Linked DNA regions of Zea mays: all the other regions are linked to region 1. The links are chromatin contacts, called in public Hi-C maps. All regions are on one chromosome and are shown on one strand. The core of a region is the stretch at or near the end of the contact, and the rest is flanking DNA. Distances in the headings are between cores, read along the strand shown. Region 1 holds the start of LOC100280955 (cell growth defect factor 2). Region 2 holds the start of LOC103631259 (probable LRR receptor-like serine/threonine-protein kinase At1g12460). Region 3 holds the start of LOC100285198.

Region 1 (4,924 bases), core at 1,800-4,299:
GCGTTTTTAATTCTTCCACGCCGACCGCTGGACGTCGCTGCCGCCGACGGACAGCAGCTTAGCCACACGCGAAGCTTTTCCTCCGTGGCAATGATGGTGTGTGTGTGTGTTGCTCTCGAGCGAACTGTGGGCTGACAGTCACCTGATGACGCGAGCTTCGAGCTATGTCACCAACCTGCACGCACGACAGTCAACATTCTCCGCCGCTCATTGCAGCAGCAGCAGTAGTAGTGGTTCTTTTCTTTTCTTTTCTTTTTTTGGTTGGAAAAATGTAGTAGTAGTGGTTCCCCAGCTCCTATCCTAATACCTGAACTCCACTGCTCGCAATAATATCGAAGCCTAGTGGGCTACGGTCCTACAGCACTTGGAATCACATGCTGACAGTAGAGTAGAGCATCACTCCTCCATTATACCGCCTTTCGTAAAGTGAAGATCGGGCTACGAAAGCTCCACGAAAGGTTTTCTCCAACGGGTAAAAAAAGAAAAGAAAAATAGTCTTTCAACGTCATTGCGCACTGGCCCGGTTCTAGCCTTTCTAGCCGGCCTGTCGAAAGCCCATTTGATACGCTCTCCTCATCATCCGGAAGATTAACGTAACAAGAGTGAATCAAGAACCGACCAGGCACTGCTACGCATGAGTGTCTGCATACCCATTTGATATTGCCACAGCTTGAATAAAAATATAATAAAATAAATGAAATCAATTCACCACATACATACAATTACAGCGATGATTCTCGATGTACCAGTAGCACCATGGGAAATGTCAAATGTCCTGGCGTGACAACTCGCACAACATGTTTGCTACACTACATTGTATTAGCCGAATGACAGTCATGCTCTGATTCGGCTACATGGACGGACAAAACATCCCATGGCTCAGCTTATGCGGAGTACGTATATGTTACAGCTAACACTAGCGGTCAAAACTTTTCCACCTAATCCGTGTTCTGTTTCTCCTCGATGCTGGACTTGCTGAGGATGAAGACGCCAAGAATGATGAGGCTGGCACCTGCAAACCACTGCGTAAACGTGCCTCATGTCAAAAAGGGGGGCAAAAAGAGTCGTGTTCAGAGAATTACGAAGTAGTCTCCAAAGTCTAAACAACCATACCAATTAAAAGAAAAGAAAAAAAAGGTAAACATCTGCAAGTATTAACAGATAATAAGTCAATCATGCTAAGAGGGTGTTTGAATGCACTGTAGCTAATATTTATTGCCTACAAAAATTGCTAGTACAATTAACTAGATAACAAACATCTAGCTAACTATTAGCTAATTTGCTAAAAATAGCTAATAGTTGAGCTATTAGCTAGATTGTTTAAATGTCTTCAACTAATTTTAGCAGCTAACTATTATCTCTAGTACATTCAAACATGGCCTAAATCTTGCAACATCCAAATTGTCGATTATGACAAGGTTTAATGGACATAGACCATGTCATACGGATCTTAAAGTATCATGGTGTATATATCAAATGTACATGGCCAATAATTCACCTTTCTGAAGCAAGCTAGTGCGCTACATTGTTCTTGCTGTCTAGCAATTAGCTGTTCCAGCGTGTTACTCTTTCCTAAAAAAATGGCCTTAAATCTCACGATACCATTGTTACAAGAGGACACTAAATTGAAAATATTTTCTTATCATGCGGCTCATCATCGCATAAGAAATGTTTTTTTACTCCTTCCTGAGAAATAGTGGAATGCTTTGTTCGTCTGCCTGGAAGAAAAGACTGAAGGAACAATGCAATTTACCAAGGTTAACCACACAGCAGAAACCACCCAAAAAAGTTGAAAATGCCACGCTTGATGAAATCCGATTAAGTTCTACACCCCCCTGGTGGTGGTCTTGGTGGCGGTGGTGGCCTGGTGGGGTTCTGTAAATCATTGTGTTTACCAGGATGGACCAACTCTATACTATGGTAACTCAGTTTCCAGGGAATCGAAGGTAGAGAGACGTCATGTCATATATAGAATAAAGTCCAGTTCTGTTTCGCTTCTCTGTGTGTGCTGATCCTCAAGATGCATCACATGAAAACTTAGAATTCCCGTGTTACCTTAGAAGGCAGCGGCTCCTCGAACAGGAAATACCCTGCAAGCCCAGACGAGAGGAAGTTGGCGGCGAAGTTTGTGACTGTTGCCTGGAGGGACGACAAAGCTTTGAGGCTGTTGACGTAGCACCCCCACATTGTCACGTTGAAAAGTATCACCGTGCCATATTTGAGCGGCTGCGTTAGATCCGATCAGAGTAAGCGACAGAGTAAACTGAAAGCATTGGCACATTACTAAGAAAGAGTTATCTTTGTGTTTCCATTGGTGCGCATGCTTGTTTTCCCTTTTCCTGAATGGATGACATTTTTCATCTCTTGTTCAAGATAAACTCTAGCAAGAAAGGTTTCAATTGTGAACTCCATACTAACAAGTTGATATTGTGCTGGTTGTTGGCCCATAGGAGGAATACCCCCTCTTTCCCCTGCTATTTTGATGCACAGATTCTCGTGTACCTCGTTTTCACTATAAGCATGGAGAGGACCACTGAGTAAAGTGCAAACTAGTGAGCTATTCGTCACAAACCAAAGTTAATACTGTAGCCAATCATAAAAACCGACTGAATTCCCTTTTCAAATACGTCATGACGCATTTGCGGAATTTCTATCGGTGCTCCAATTTGTGTTCAGTGAAGCCTACGGTCAAATCCTCCTACACAAACTTCCGGATTTAGGAAACTAGTCGATGGCCCCAAACTCATCATCCAAAATCATTGACTAACTCGAAGCTCCGAAGCCGAGAGCAAAAAAGGAATCTCGGATCGTGTACGGAGGGCGAGCGATAGAGGGAGGTAGGGGTAGGTTGGTGGCGCACTGGCGCGGTACCAGAGTGGCGATGAATTTGGCGGAGATGGCGGCGAGCGCGGCGTTGAAGCCCGCCGCAAGGGCCCACACGTAGCCGCCGCCGTTCGCCATCCCTGATCCCTCAACCTCACCGGAGATCCGCTCAGCCGACTGGTGCCGCTGCTGAACCTAGCGGAGTAGCGGTGGTGGAAAGGAAACCTGGAGGAAGAGGGGGCCGAAAGGGCCGGACGAAGACAGGAAGCGCACGCTACTGGGCTGAACAGGCCCAAATGTGAGGCCCGAACGCTGTGCTTTCCAGGGATTCAATCCACATACGCTAGAGTGGATCAAAGTAGAGATTTACCTTATTTTTTTACTTTAATATATATGAATTAAGATAAATATATGAACATTTAAATAAATCCTTAAAAATAGTGTTTGATTCGGCTGAAATACAGTTGGCTGATGTTACTACAGTCTACAGTCCACTGTGATTTTACTGTAGCTGCTGTATTTTTTTTGTGCTCGGTGACATACTGACATGATGGGAGCTGCTGCTAGCCTGCTAGGCAAGGGCTACCCCAGCACAGCCATAGCCGCAGCAAGTTCATCTGTGTTGGCATGTAGCCTGCATCGTTTTAGAGTAAATAATTGGCTCAAGTATGTTTTAGATAGGTTCATTTTCTTCATTTAGTACTTTCAATGCATGTTTATGTTTATTGATTATGACAATAGTCGATTCAAGGAAGATGACAATTAACTTAAGGAGCCGATTGGTGCAACCACAGCACAAGCCAATACGCCCGATCTAGTCAGAATTTAATATTTAATTGATTATTCTGTATTTGCAGAGCGATACACTAACGTCAACACATCCTTTCTGGCTACATATCAATCCATCCTTTCTAGACGCAGATCAAGAGAGGAGCCCTATGTTCATAGAGTCGCATTTTGGAGAAATAACCGTAGCAATGTTACACCCCCTGGCTCCTCGTGTGTCAGCTGTCAAGTGACCTCCAACTGGTTCAAGCGATGACAAAAATGCATATATGCATCTACATACCCTGATCAATGAGAATTCAATTATATTTGATTAGAAACTCATACGTAAACCAATCTGGTTGGGACTTATCTATAACTGTACACAATATAAGGGTGCTAGAGAGACCCTAATCAAGGCTATTGATGTTGTTTCATATATGATCAATGCCACATAACCATGAGACGATTGCCAACTCCTTTTGGGCTTGTTTAATTTAAAAGCCACATGGAGATGGAGTGGGATCGGAGGGGCTAAAATCATCTTGCTTTTAAAGGGGTGTTTGGGAATAAAGTTTTTCTGCAGTTTTGGAAGAATACTGCAGTATTTTCAAATACTGCAGTATTATATACAGAATGGTGTTTGGCGAGCTAGCTAAAATCTCTGTTTTCAAAACTGAAGTATTGCAAATACTATAGTTGTTTTAAGGTATTCTAAACTTAGGTCTGGACCTCAGTTTCCAAAACTGTAGTATTATAAACTGCGGTATTGTCATGACTAAAGTATACTATAGTATTTCAAAAACTATGGTTTTCAAAAACTTTGTTCCCAAACAGGGCCTAAAATTGAATAGCAATGAGATTTTATAATGCCCTCCATTCCTCCTATTCCCAAACATGCCTTTAAGTTGTTTTATACTATTTTTGTTATTCTTAATTTGTGCAATCAACAAAGCTAAGGTGAGTTTCTGTGAATTGCATGATAACATTAAATCGTACCATAGTGAAATAATAATTGTCTCATAGTTCTAAATTTTGGCTTATGGATGGATGGTTGCTTCACGAAACAACCACCACTGTCACCCTCCCTCCCTCCCCCTCTTCTCCTGCCTGTCAATCATATGTGCCATTTTACAAACCAAAGTCAGAAGTGCTATGCATGTTAGGTCACATCAACGGAAAGAATTAACACATCTGCCGGAATGGCATGCATCTTATGACTCTGCACAGAGACAGATGAAAATTACAATCACATTTGTTGGCAAACATACAAAGGGAAAGTAGTCAAGGAAAAAAAATAAAAGAGAGACCAACTTTCAGCTATAACCACATAATA
Region 2 (4,924 bases), core at 1,104-3,603, 180 kb after region 1:
TGACCAACCTCTCCTTATTCTCCAGGACTCTGAACACGCAGTAGAGACAATCAAATATGTTCTCGAGCATCTCCTGCACATAGTCGCCCCACAGCGTGGAGAGCGTGCTGAGGCGCTGCACGTGCACCGCGCGCCACTGCAGCGGGCTGCACGCCAGCAACTGCAGCGTAAAGAGGCCGCACAGATTGTGCACCACAAGGATCGCAGGTCTTCTGCCGTTGGTTGTGCACCACACTGAGGGATAGATCGAGAGGAGACAGGAGAAAGCAGGACAGAGCTACGAGGGGAAGAAGGAGAAGATAGAAACTGTATCAATGTTCTGGTTCTTCGATCCCGATTCCCTGTTCTGAGTTTCTGTGATATACATCAGATCATAGGCTCAGCCCAGCGCCAATTACAAGGCCCACACTGGCCCAAATATTCATACGTTGTAGCCACTCTTCTGTTGCCGTGCTCGTCTCCTTGCTATTGTCCGTCGTTTCCTTGCTCTCGTCCTTCAGCCTTGACTCCTGCTGTAACTTTGCCTGCTGTCGAACCATCTGTCATGTTCCGTGTAGCATCGTTGACAAAATGCTGTCTGGACAGCAAGCGAGCGTCTGCTTCCAAACAGTGACAAAGGAGAAGGGAAAAGCTGCTCTGAAAAACAACGTGGATTTGAAAAGCCAATTAAATCCCGTCTGGGGCTTCCCTTCTCTTGTCTATTAGCCGCTTGATGCCAAACAAGCCCAAACAAATGCATCCCCAGACTTTTATAAGAGGAAACTAATGCATCCCGAGACGTTTCAAAAAAAGCATGAAAAAGATCAGGATATATGTAGAACAAGCGGAAGAACTAAAACTCTTTATGTTTTGAAAAAAACTAAACCCAAACAAAGGCAGAAATTTGAAAGACGAAAAGCAATGAACAACGGACAATAAGGACATGCAATATATTGATCAGCCAGGAGTGAGAAAAACAAATGGACTTTTAGAAATAGAACATAAAAAGAAGAAATTGGAAAAAAACTTGACCGATATAATTTTTGTAGTTTGTTGGAGAGTAGACCACGTGGGAAACAGATTGGAGTTTGTATGGACCTCTGCTGGCTCTGCATTTGATGTTATTTTATCTTTGCTCGCGGAGCCTCGGTCACACTTCACAAAGACAGGACAGTTGCGGGACATGATTTGGCACCCGCAAGCACGTCTATGATCATGAACTATTAACGGAATCATTGCCGACCAAAAGACACACTAATTCCAAGATCAACTGCTAAAAAGGAGCCCAACAGGCCTGCTACAGTGCTCTAAATCACCTGTTATTGGACGGACTAAGGAGATATTTTGTTTGTAGAGACTATTTTTTAGCTCCTGCATTATAGTATCTTTTAGTCTCTAAATTGCTAAGCAAAGGGACTAAAAGAAAAACTATCTCTATTTTAGGGCTCGTTTGTTTTTCCTTACTAAAGTTTAGCATTGTACTTTTTTTTTGTTAAAGTTTAGCTCCTAAATAAACAAACACGGTGGCTAAAAGTGACATGCTAAAGTTTGGCAATCATTAGTATTTTAGCTTCACCAAAAATGCTAAATTGTGTTAAAGTGGTCTCCAACTCCATTTTGCAAATACCCCTTTATTTCTTCCCACTAACCGTGTGCTCCTCGTAGAGTGCAAGTGCTAAAGTTTAACACTTTATCCAAACAAGTGCTAAAGTTTAGCACTAGAGAAACGAACATACCCTCGGTCCCTATGTTTGCAATTTAGGAACTAAAAGTGATTAAAATAAAAGGACTAAAAATTAGTCCATACAAATTAAACACCCTTTAAGAGCAACTACAATGTGGCTCAAAAGCGCTTCATAGTGATAGTGATAAAGTAGTACCCATCCGCCCGTCGCTCACACCACATCTTTTTTCGCTTTAATGACATCTCTAGTAGACTATGTAAAATATTATTTTGTATTGTAGATGACATTACTTGTAAAGTAAAGTTTAAAATAAGGAGTAAAATAGATACTGTAATAAACGGTCCCTGCAGCACAACAGTTGGTTTCTCATCAACCACCGCCGGTCTTACACCGGCCACCGCAACCGGCGCGCATCAGTACAGGTACGGTGACCAGGACGCTGCACGTACGTGGCGTGAATGACGTAGTAGTATTCATGGTCGACACGCGTCTCCGTAGTTTGTACGAGAAGGCGCGGCCTTGAATGGAGTCCATTCCGTGTCCCGTAGGCGCACGCAACGGGCACCTCGCCGTGCCGGGTCCCGGCTGCCACGCCGACGCCATGACCCAACCAGCCAACCAACCGCAGCCGGGCGGGAGGCAAACTGGCAAGCTCCTCGGCCCGCAACCAAACTGTGCCGCTTGCTCCCGCCCTCTGATCTGAACGGAAATGCTCCGATCACGCCGGGCCAGATCCCCAACCCGGAAAGCCACGCACTTCCCTTTTCCGCACCATCATTCCGTCGACCGCCCCCGCTGACCTGTTCCCCAACACGCAAACTAGACGAGTGCAAGGCGGCTAGCGAGGGCCGACCGGCCGAGGGTGCTGGCTGCCGGCCGCTCGCTCCGCTTGCTTGGACGCTTGGCGTGGTGTGGCAGTGGTACTGGGTACCGGACGCCCGCGGCCGCACCATAACGCACGCCACCTACTCGCTACTCCTTTACTCGGCGGTCGGCGCCGTAGCTGCCAGTTAACTACTCCGCCTACTAGTAGCGGCAGCGGCCACCGCGGCAGAGCTGGTGGGTGGTAATGCCGCTGCGGCTGCGTGCGGTGGCACTGGCACAGCGCGGCCTGTCCCTGTCGCGATGACGCGCCGCTCCCAGGCCACGCCCGCCGCTTCGGCGGCGCTGCCGCTTCTCCTGGCCCCGTTTCTTCTGCTTCTGCTGCTGCTGCATTGCCAGTGCCACCGCGCCGGCGCGGCGACGGACGCGGAGCGGCGGGCGCTGCTGGACTTCAAGGCGGCGGTGACGGCGGACCCGCGGGGCGTGCTGGCGTCGTGGACGCCCGCGGGGGACCCCTGCGGCTTCGTCGGGGTCACCTGCGACGCGTCCACGGGCGCCGTGCAGCGCCTGCGCATCCACGGCGCGGGGCTGGCGGGCACGCTCGCGCCCTCCCTCGCGCGCCTTCCCGCGCTCGAGTCCGTCTCGCTCTTCGGCAACGCCCTCGCGGGCGGCGTCCCGCCCGGCTTCCGCGCGCTCGCGCCCACGCTCCGCAAGCTCAACCTCAGCCGGAACGCGCTCGCCGGCGAGATCCCGCCGTTCCTCGGCGCCTTCCCGTGGCTCCGCCTGCTCGACCTCTCCTACAACCACTTCGCCGGCGGGATCCCCGCCGGGCTCTTCGACCCCTGCCTCCGCCTCCGCTACGTCTCGCTCGCGCACAACGACCTGACGGGCCCCGTCCCGCCCGGCATTGCCAACTGCTCGCGCCTCGCCGGCTTCGACTTCTCCTACAACCGCCTCTCCGGCGAGCTCCCGGACCGGGTCTGCGCGCCGCCGGAGATGAACTACATCTCCGTCCGGAGCAACGCGCTCTCTGGGCAAATATCCAACAAGCTCACCTCCTGCGGCGGCATTGACCTCTTCGACGTCGGCAGCAACAACTTCTCCGGAGCTGCGCCCTTTGCGCTCCTTGGCTCGGTAAACATCACCTACTTCAATGTCTCCTCCAACGCCTTTGAAGGCGAAATCCCCAGCATTGCGACCTGCGGCACCAAATTCTCACGCTTGGACGCGTCCGGCAACCGGCTCACGGGGCCGGTGCCGGAGAGCGTCGTGAATTGCCGCGGCCTGAGGTTTTTGGATTTGGGGGCGAATGCTCTTGGTGGAGCTGTACCTCCTGTGATTGGGACTCTGCGGTCGCTCTCCTTCCTCCGGCTCGCGGGCAATCCTGGCATTTCCGGTTCGATTCCACCTGAGCTTGGAGGGATCGAGATGCTTGTCACACTCGACCTCGCGGGCCTTGCTCTCACAGGAGAGATTCCAGGGTCCCTCAGCCAGTGCCGATTCTTGCTTGAACTGTAAGTGTTTGTTCAGTACTCGCACTGCTGCAATTTTCGCTTATGGTACAATGTTTCCATGTACTGACTAGTAGCCAAATTACAACGACGCAGGAATCTGTCCGGCAACAAACTGCAAGGAGCTATCCCAGACACACTCAACAACATAACCTACCTCAAGGTGCTTGATCTCCACAGGAACCAGCTTGATGGGGGCATTCCAGTCACACTTGGGCAGCTCACAAACCTTGTTCTTCTAGACCTCTCGGAGAATCAACTGACTGGGGCAATACCTCCACAGCTTGGGAACCTCTCTAACCTGACACATTTCAACATGTCCTTCAATAACCTATCTGGCATGATTCCTCCTGAGCCAGTCTTGCAGAAATTTGATTACACTGCCTACATGGGCAACCAGTTTCTATGTGGCTCTCCATTGCCCAATAACTGTGGGACCGGGATGAAGCACCGCAAACGAGTGGGTGTGCCTGTCATAATCGCCATTGTTGCTGCAGCCCTCATACTTATTGGAATATGCATTGTTTGTGCTTTAAACATCAAGGCTTATACGCGTAAGAGCACAGATGAGGACATGAAGGAAGAGGAAGAGGTTCTTGTGTCTGAGAGTACTCCTCCAATTGCATCTCCAGGCTCAAATGCCATCATCGGAAAATTGGTGCTTTTCAGCAAGAGCTTGCCATCAAGGTACGAAGATTGGGAAACTGGAACTAAGGCGCTACTTGATAAAGACTGTCTCATTGGCGGTGGATCAATCGGTACGGTGTACAAGGCCACTTTTGAAAACGGCATGTCCATTGCTGTGAAGAAACTGGAGACACTAGGGAGCGTGAGAGGCCAGGATGAGTTTGAGCATGAGATGAGCCAGCTTGGTAACCTCAGCCACCCCAATCTGGTTGCTTTTCAGGGTTACTACTGGTCATCCTC
Region 3 (4,924 bases), core at 790-3,289, 170 kb before region 1:
ATTAAATTATGAATTTGGTGATCTTGTATGACAGGAATGATGCACTTGAAAATTGATATTTAGGTTAATTCTCATACTGCCATCCCCTGCTCTTTGCATCATAGAAGTAACAACTAGCAAGATAATTCTTAGGTTGCCATTTATCATAAGCATTTTTTCTATTATCATATGTCACCGACCTTGCTGTGCATAGAAAAAAGAACAGTTAGGGGGTGTTTGGGAACACAGTTTTTTGGCAGTATTGGAACAATACTGATTTTTTGAGAATAACATGGTATATTATACAGAAATGTGTTTGGAAATGTAGGTAAATATATCTGTATTTAAAACCAAAGTATTATCAATACTGCAGCTGTTTCAAAGCATTGTAAACTTTGCTCTCCACCAAAGTTTTATTCTGTAAACAAGCGTGTGGGCGGTACCGGCGAGGGTGTGGGACCAAGCTGGGTTCTGCGGACACAATGCCGAAAAGGCTGTCACTGGTGTACCTATCGCTCGTTCCAAACTTCCAATGCTGCACGGGGCTGTATGACATAGCTTGGGTGTACGTGTACCCAATGATTCAGCTTTCATATGATTTTAGCTTGTATGATATTTGTTATCTAGAAGGAAGACTTCAATTTATGGAATAACTCAACCATGCGGCTGTTACTAACCTTGGAGATTTTAGAAGATAATTCCAATAGGGGACAGAGAGCCTCACAGGCTATATACTTTGTTCCCAAACACCTCCATGTATTCAAACTTACTTTGTTCCCAAACACCTCCATGTATTCAAAACCGTGGTATTCTAAAACTGTGGTATTGAAAACTGAGATCATGTCATGGCATTTGTATACTGTGGTATTTGAAATACCGTGGTTTTGAAAAACTGTGTTTCCAAACACCCCCTTAGTAGTAATTGTAGTACTAAAATTACTTAGCCTATACAACAGTCCCTCCAATTAACAGAAGGGATGACAAACATTTCAGTCCCACGTTCCAAATGCCTGGAATCCTGTCAACTTCAATTCTACAAAATTTATAAATTCCAAGATCTAAACAGAAACCAGCTTAGTAGTTTAAGTAAAACCCTATCCAGTATATCCACTAGCGAGATACTGACAGAAAATAAGATAAATGTGAAACCAAGTCGAAAATATCATAACCAGCAATCCAAGCATGGGGATCCATAGTTTTCGAACAGTGTGAGTACTAATACGAACTAGTAAGCAGATGAAACAATGGGCGCATAGGAGGAAGTTGCAGATCCAGTACCACGTAGCGCGGATCGAAGTAGAGCACGCTCATCCGAAACGCGAGACTACGAGTGGCGAGGCAGCGGGCGGCCGCGGACCGGCCAATGATACCGAGCACGAGACCGCGGCAGCGCCGCATGCCGCGGCACATGGGCTGGACGGAGCCGAGCCAGCCGGCGGCCGGGACCGACGAGGCGTGGCACGAGAGGAGGTGGGTCCGGCGGAGCAGGCCGAGGATGAGCGCCATGACGGTGTCGGCGACCTCCTCGGCGCGGTTGGCGTCGACGTGGACGAGGCGGAGGCCCAGGTCGGCGGCCGCCGCCGCGTCGGCCGCGCGGTCCGCGGAGCCGAGACAGAGCAGCAGCTGCCAGGGCCGCAGCCGGCGCTGCGCGGCGCGCGGGAGGAAGGCGAGGGAGGGGAGCAGCACCGCGGAGGCGGCCTCGATGCGGCCGCAGGCGACGGCGGAGAGCGGCACGTGCTCCACCGCGGCCACGCCCGCCAGCCCCTCCTGCTCCAGCGAGAGGTCGTCGAGGCAGTTGAGCGACACCAGTAGCGGCAGCGGCCCCCCGCCGCCGCCGCCGCTGGGCGCCGGCGAATGGGCCATCCTGGATGGCTCCGCTTGCCCTTGGGGGATTCGGGAAACGGCGGCGAGGGCGGGGCTGTGGCGTGGCGTGGCGTGGGTTTTGGGGTCTGTTTGGTTTGATGCCTAACTTGCCACACTTTGCCTAACTTTTCTGCCTAAGGTTAGTTCTTCAATTCGAACGACTAACCTTAGACAAAGTGTGGCACAAAGTGGGACTCCCGGCGCCAGACGGGGGTCGGGGGCTTTTGCTTTGCCTTTTGCTTTGGGGAGAGGGAGATGAGGGAAGAGGGACTGGCGGTGTCAGAGCGGGTAGCCCCACGCCACCGGTTCACGAGGAGAGAACTGCAGCCGTTGGATCTTGTAGCGTTTCGCAGCGGCTGCGCTCGTGTTCGTGTCTCCTCTCTCGTGATGCGGTGCACGGCAGTTAACGCTCAACTGTCCAGTGACAGTGACATTCCTTAACGGAATATTCCAAGACAAGTCAATCCCCCAAGACGTCGAGCGCGGTGGCCCGTAACAGAGGGAGCTGCAGGCTAGCAAGAGCGAGATGATGGCGTGACGGAGGCACGGAGCTTGGGAATGGCGAGTGCTGTTGAGTCAGAAGCACCATGGCGGATAGAGTGACACTGTCTTACATTTCTTTTTAGTTTATATAGGTAGGAGGACGATAGCAACATGACATCAGAACGACGTTAACCCTGCAACTGTAAACTTACCTGATAGAACTTCCAATACATTTACGTATGGTATCCAAAGCACACCGAGGCATGCACTGATTCTACTATTCCAGAGCTTAGATTCAGTTAAACATCGCAGCACTGTTGGATGCTAAACGAACAGTCGTTGTCAGTGAATGCTACTGGACAGCTGTTCACTTAAATGAATTTGTCACTTTGCGGCACCACAAAGGCATGCATGTGTGCCAGCAGCAGAATACCACTAAACAAACTGTTATGGGCTCCAATCCTCTTGCTGCAAATTCTGTCTTTTACATGCTCTCTCCTCTCTCTAAAGAAAAGGATCAGAGTTGTTCTAGGCTACTATCAAGATTCAGATTCTCTCAACACAAGGGATAGAGAGCGTGTGTTTGTTGTACACTTGTACTTGTACTCAACGTTCAGTAACGAAACTCAATGTTTACCTATTCCATCCCACGAACGTCTGGGGTCAATACTGCCTCCGATGCAGATGATGCCACAAAGCGCACCCTTAAGTAAAAAAAAGAAGAAGAAAGAGACGAGAGAGAGACAAGACTGTCAGTGTGCCGGATGGGTGCATAGTCCGCCGATAGATCCGGAAACGAAGCGCTGTGGATGGCACCCACCGACAGCTGAGCGTCCCTCACCAGAAATTGAAGGGGCATGGAGGTTGGAGAAGGCCACAGCGGTCATGGACAAGTTGCTGAGGCAAATTAGGTGCAGCTAGAACAAAAGAAAATGCCCTTCCATCACGCAAGCTCGCATGGCATCCATTGTTTCACTTTCGTGCTCAGCCCCGGTCCTATGATTTTGAGGGCCCCCGGCGAACTGATCATGGTGGGCCCTCTATACTATAAAAAAATTTCTATATTATGCAGCAGAGCATATTAATACTTTATAAATAAATGATGATGTGTATTAAAATTAGTTTTTTAAACAATCTAAGAAGCTAGATAATATACATCGGTACAAATTAACGCTTCACAGGTTGAAAAAATAGGAACGACGATCGCCGGATAACCCAAGTTCTGATTGCTCGACCATGCGTGTCTGGAGGCTAGCGCAGTGGTGCCTAGCTCCGTGGAATCCTGAAGGGTTGGATCGGCGAGATGGCGAACGACGATCACATGGAGGGTGTGGTCTCATAGACGCTCGAGGACGTGAGCGTGACGACTAGGCAGTGGGCAACGCGTGCCACATTGTCCGTGTGCACCGGACGTCAGTGTGCCTAGCTCTCCCACCCTGTTGGCTACCTATACTATTTTACTACTAGCATATAACTTGTGCTAACGCTACGTTCCTGTGAAGAGGAGGAGAGGGGTGGACGATGACGGTGGTGGGGCGAGGGGAGGGATTGATGGCGGTGGGGATACGGGGAGGGGAGGGCTAAAGGATGATCAAATAATGTTATGTTAAATATGGTTGTAATTTGAGTGAACAAAATAGATGATGTTATTCAATAATCTAAACCGTTAATTTTGATGTTATGTTAAATATGGTTGCAATTTGTTTGATGGATTTCGTAAATATTATAAGTGTGTGAGTTATTTGGTTAGATGGGTTTTGTAAAGTGTAAATTGATATATTATATAGTGTTATATATACTAAATATTGGGCCCCTAAGAATTTTAGGCCCCCGGCCGTCGCCTCTCTAGCATAGGCTTAGGGCCGGCCCTATTCGTGCTTAGCTCACTAGGAACCGACGCCGACCACCCGTCCAGGTCTGGGAGAGGTCCAGTCAGGGCAACATAGTTTACACTCTCTTTCTCCGATAGTCTCTTCCAGCTTACCTGCAATTCAACAACGTTTCATTTAGCAAAACAGTCTAGGGCCAAATGGTGGCACGATACTGCCCAATTTCTCATAAGGTAACTGATCTAACAGGTCGCAATAAACTGGCATCCTAGGCTAAAAATTCCCTTACTCTACAAGAGTTTAGAATGTGGCTTCTATATCTTTACAGTTTAGCAAAGTTCATGTTAGGCTACCGCATAAAGTTCAGTGGGACATTTTTTTTTGCAAGTTTACAAAAAACGATATGGCTATCCTAAAATTTAGTTCGTTTTCATGCCACGACATGGCATAAAAAATGAACTAACCATCTAATTTTGCAAAAGTAGAGTGGCATGTATACAATTAATCCTAAAATATAGTAATATGTCACACACAATAATAAAGGTGCATTGTATTTAGTGCAGAGGAAAAATGCTAACAGTACAAAGAGGACGAAACAACAAACACAAACTCTTTCATACTTCAAAAATCACTGCTTCGAAATTGTCACCAACTAGTAGCAAACTAGCAGTTGAAATAAGTGTCTTTAGTAATTGAAGTCCAAATACGTGTATTGCTGATGAATGGTACCATACCTGTCCAGGAAATGCGGAACAAAGTGCTTTAACTGT

The links. A called contact is a pair of places that touch in the nucleus more often than the background predicts.
Region 2: a contact with region 1 is called in a Hi-C map of ear, with 2.6 times the contacts expected there. The contact joins the promoter of LOC103631259 here to the promoter of LOC100280955 in region 1. A contact is called at or near these places in 3 of 25 Hi-C or Micro-C datasets (ear, leaf and tassel).
Region 3: a contact with region 1 is called in a Hi-C map of leaf mesophyll, with 2.3 times the contacts expected there. The contact joins the promoter of LOC100285198 here to the promoter of LOC100280955 in region 1. A contact is called at or near these places in 4 of 25 Hi-C or Micro-C datasets (bundle sheath, endosperm, leaf and 1 more).

The regions. Positions count from the first base shown.
Region 1 is chr1:5,654,365-5,659,288 of Zm-B73-REFERENCE-NAM-5.0, forward strand. LOC100280955 (cell growth defect factor 2) reads right to left here and starts at 3,050. Exons shown (of 3, transcript NM_001153875.1): 1 at 2,872-3,050; 2 at 2,056-2,226; 3 at 718-1,022. The coding sequence starts at 2,961. The coding sequence ends at 939. LOC100383060 reads right to left here. Exons shown (of 4, transcript NM_001175736.1): 4 at 4,785-4,924.
Region 2 is chr1:5,834,214-5,839,137 of Zm-B73-REFERENCE-NAM-5.0, forward strand. It overlaps LOC103631259 (probable LRR receptor-like serine/threonine-protein kinase At1g12460), which reads left to right and starts at 2,354. Exons shown (of 3, transcript XM_008652211.4): 1 at 2,354-4,000; 2 at 4,094-4,924. The coding sequence starts at 2,790.
Region 3 is chr1:5,486,445-5,491,368 of Zm-B73-REFERENCE-NAM-5.0, forward strand. It overlaps LOC100285198, which reads right to left and starts at 2,040. Exons shown (of 7, transcript NM_001158092.2): 1 at 1,258-2,040. The coding sequence starts at 1,842. LOC100277948 (S-adenosyl-L-methionine-dependent methyltransferase superfamily protein) reads right to left here. Exons shown (of 8, transcript NM_001151386.2): 7 at 4,889-4,924; 8 at 4,086-4,309. The coding sequence ends at 4,148.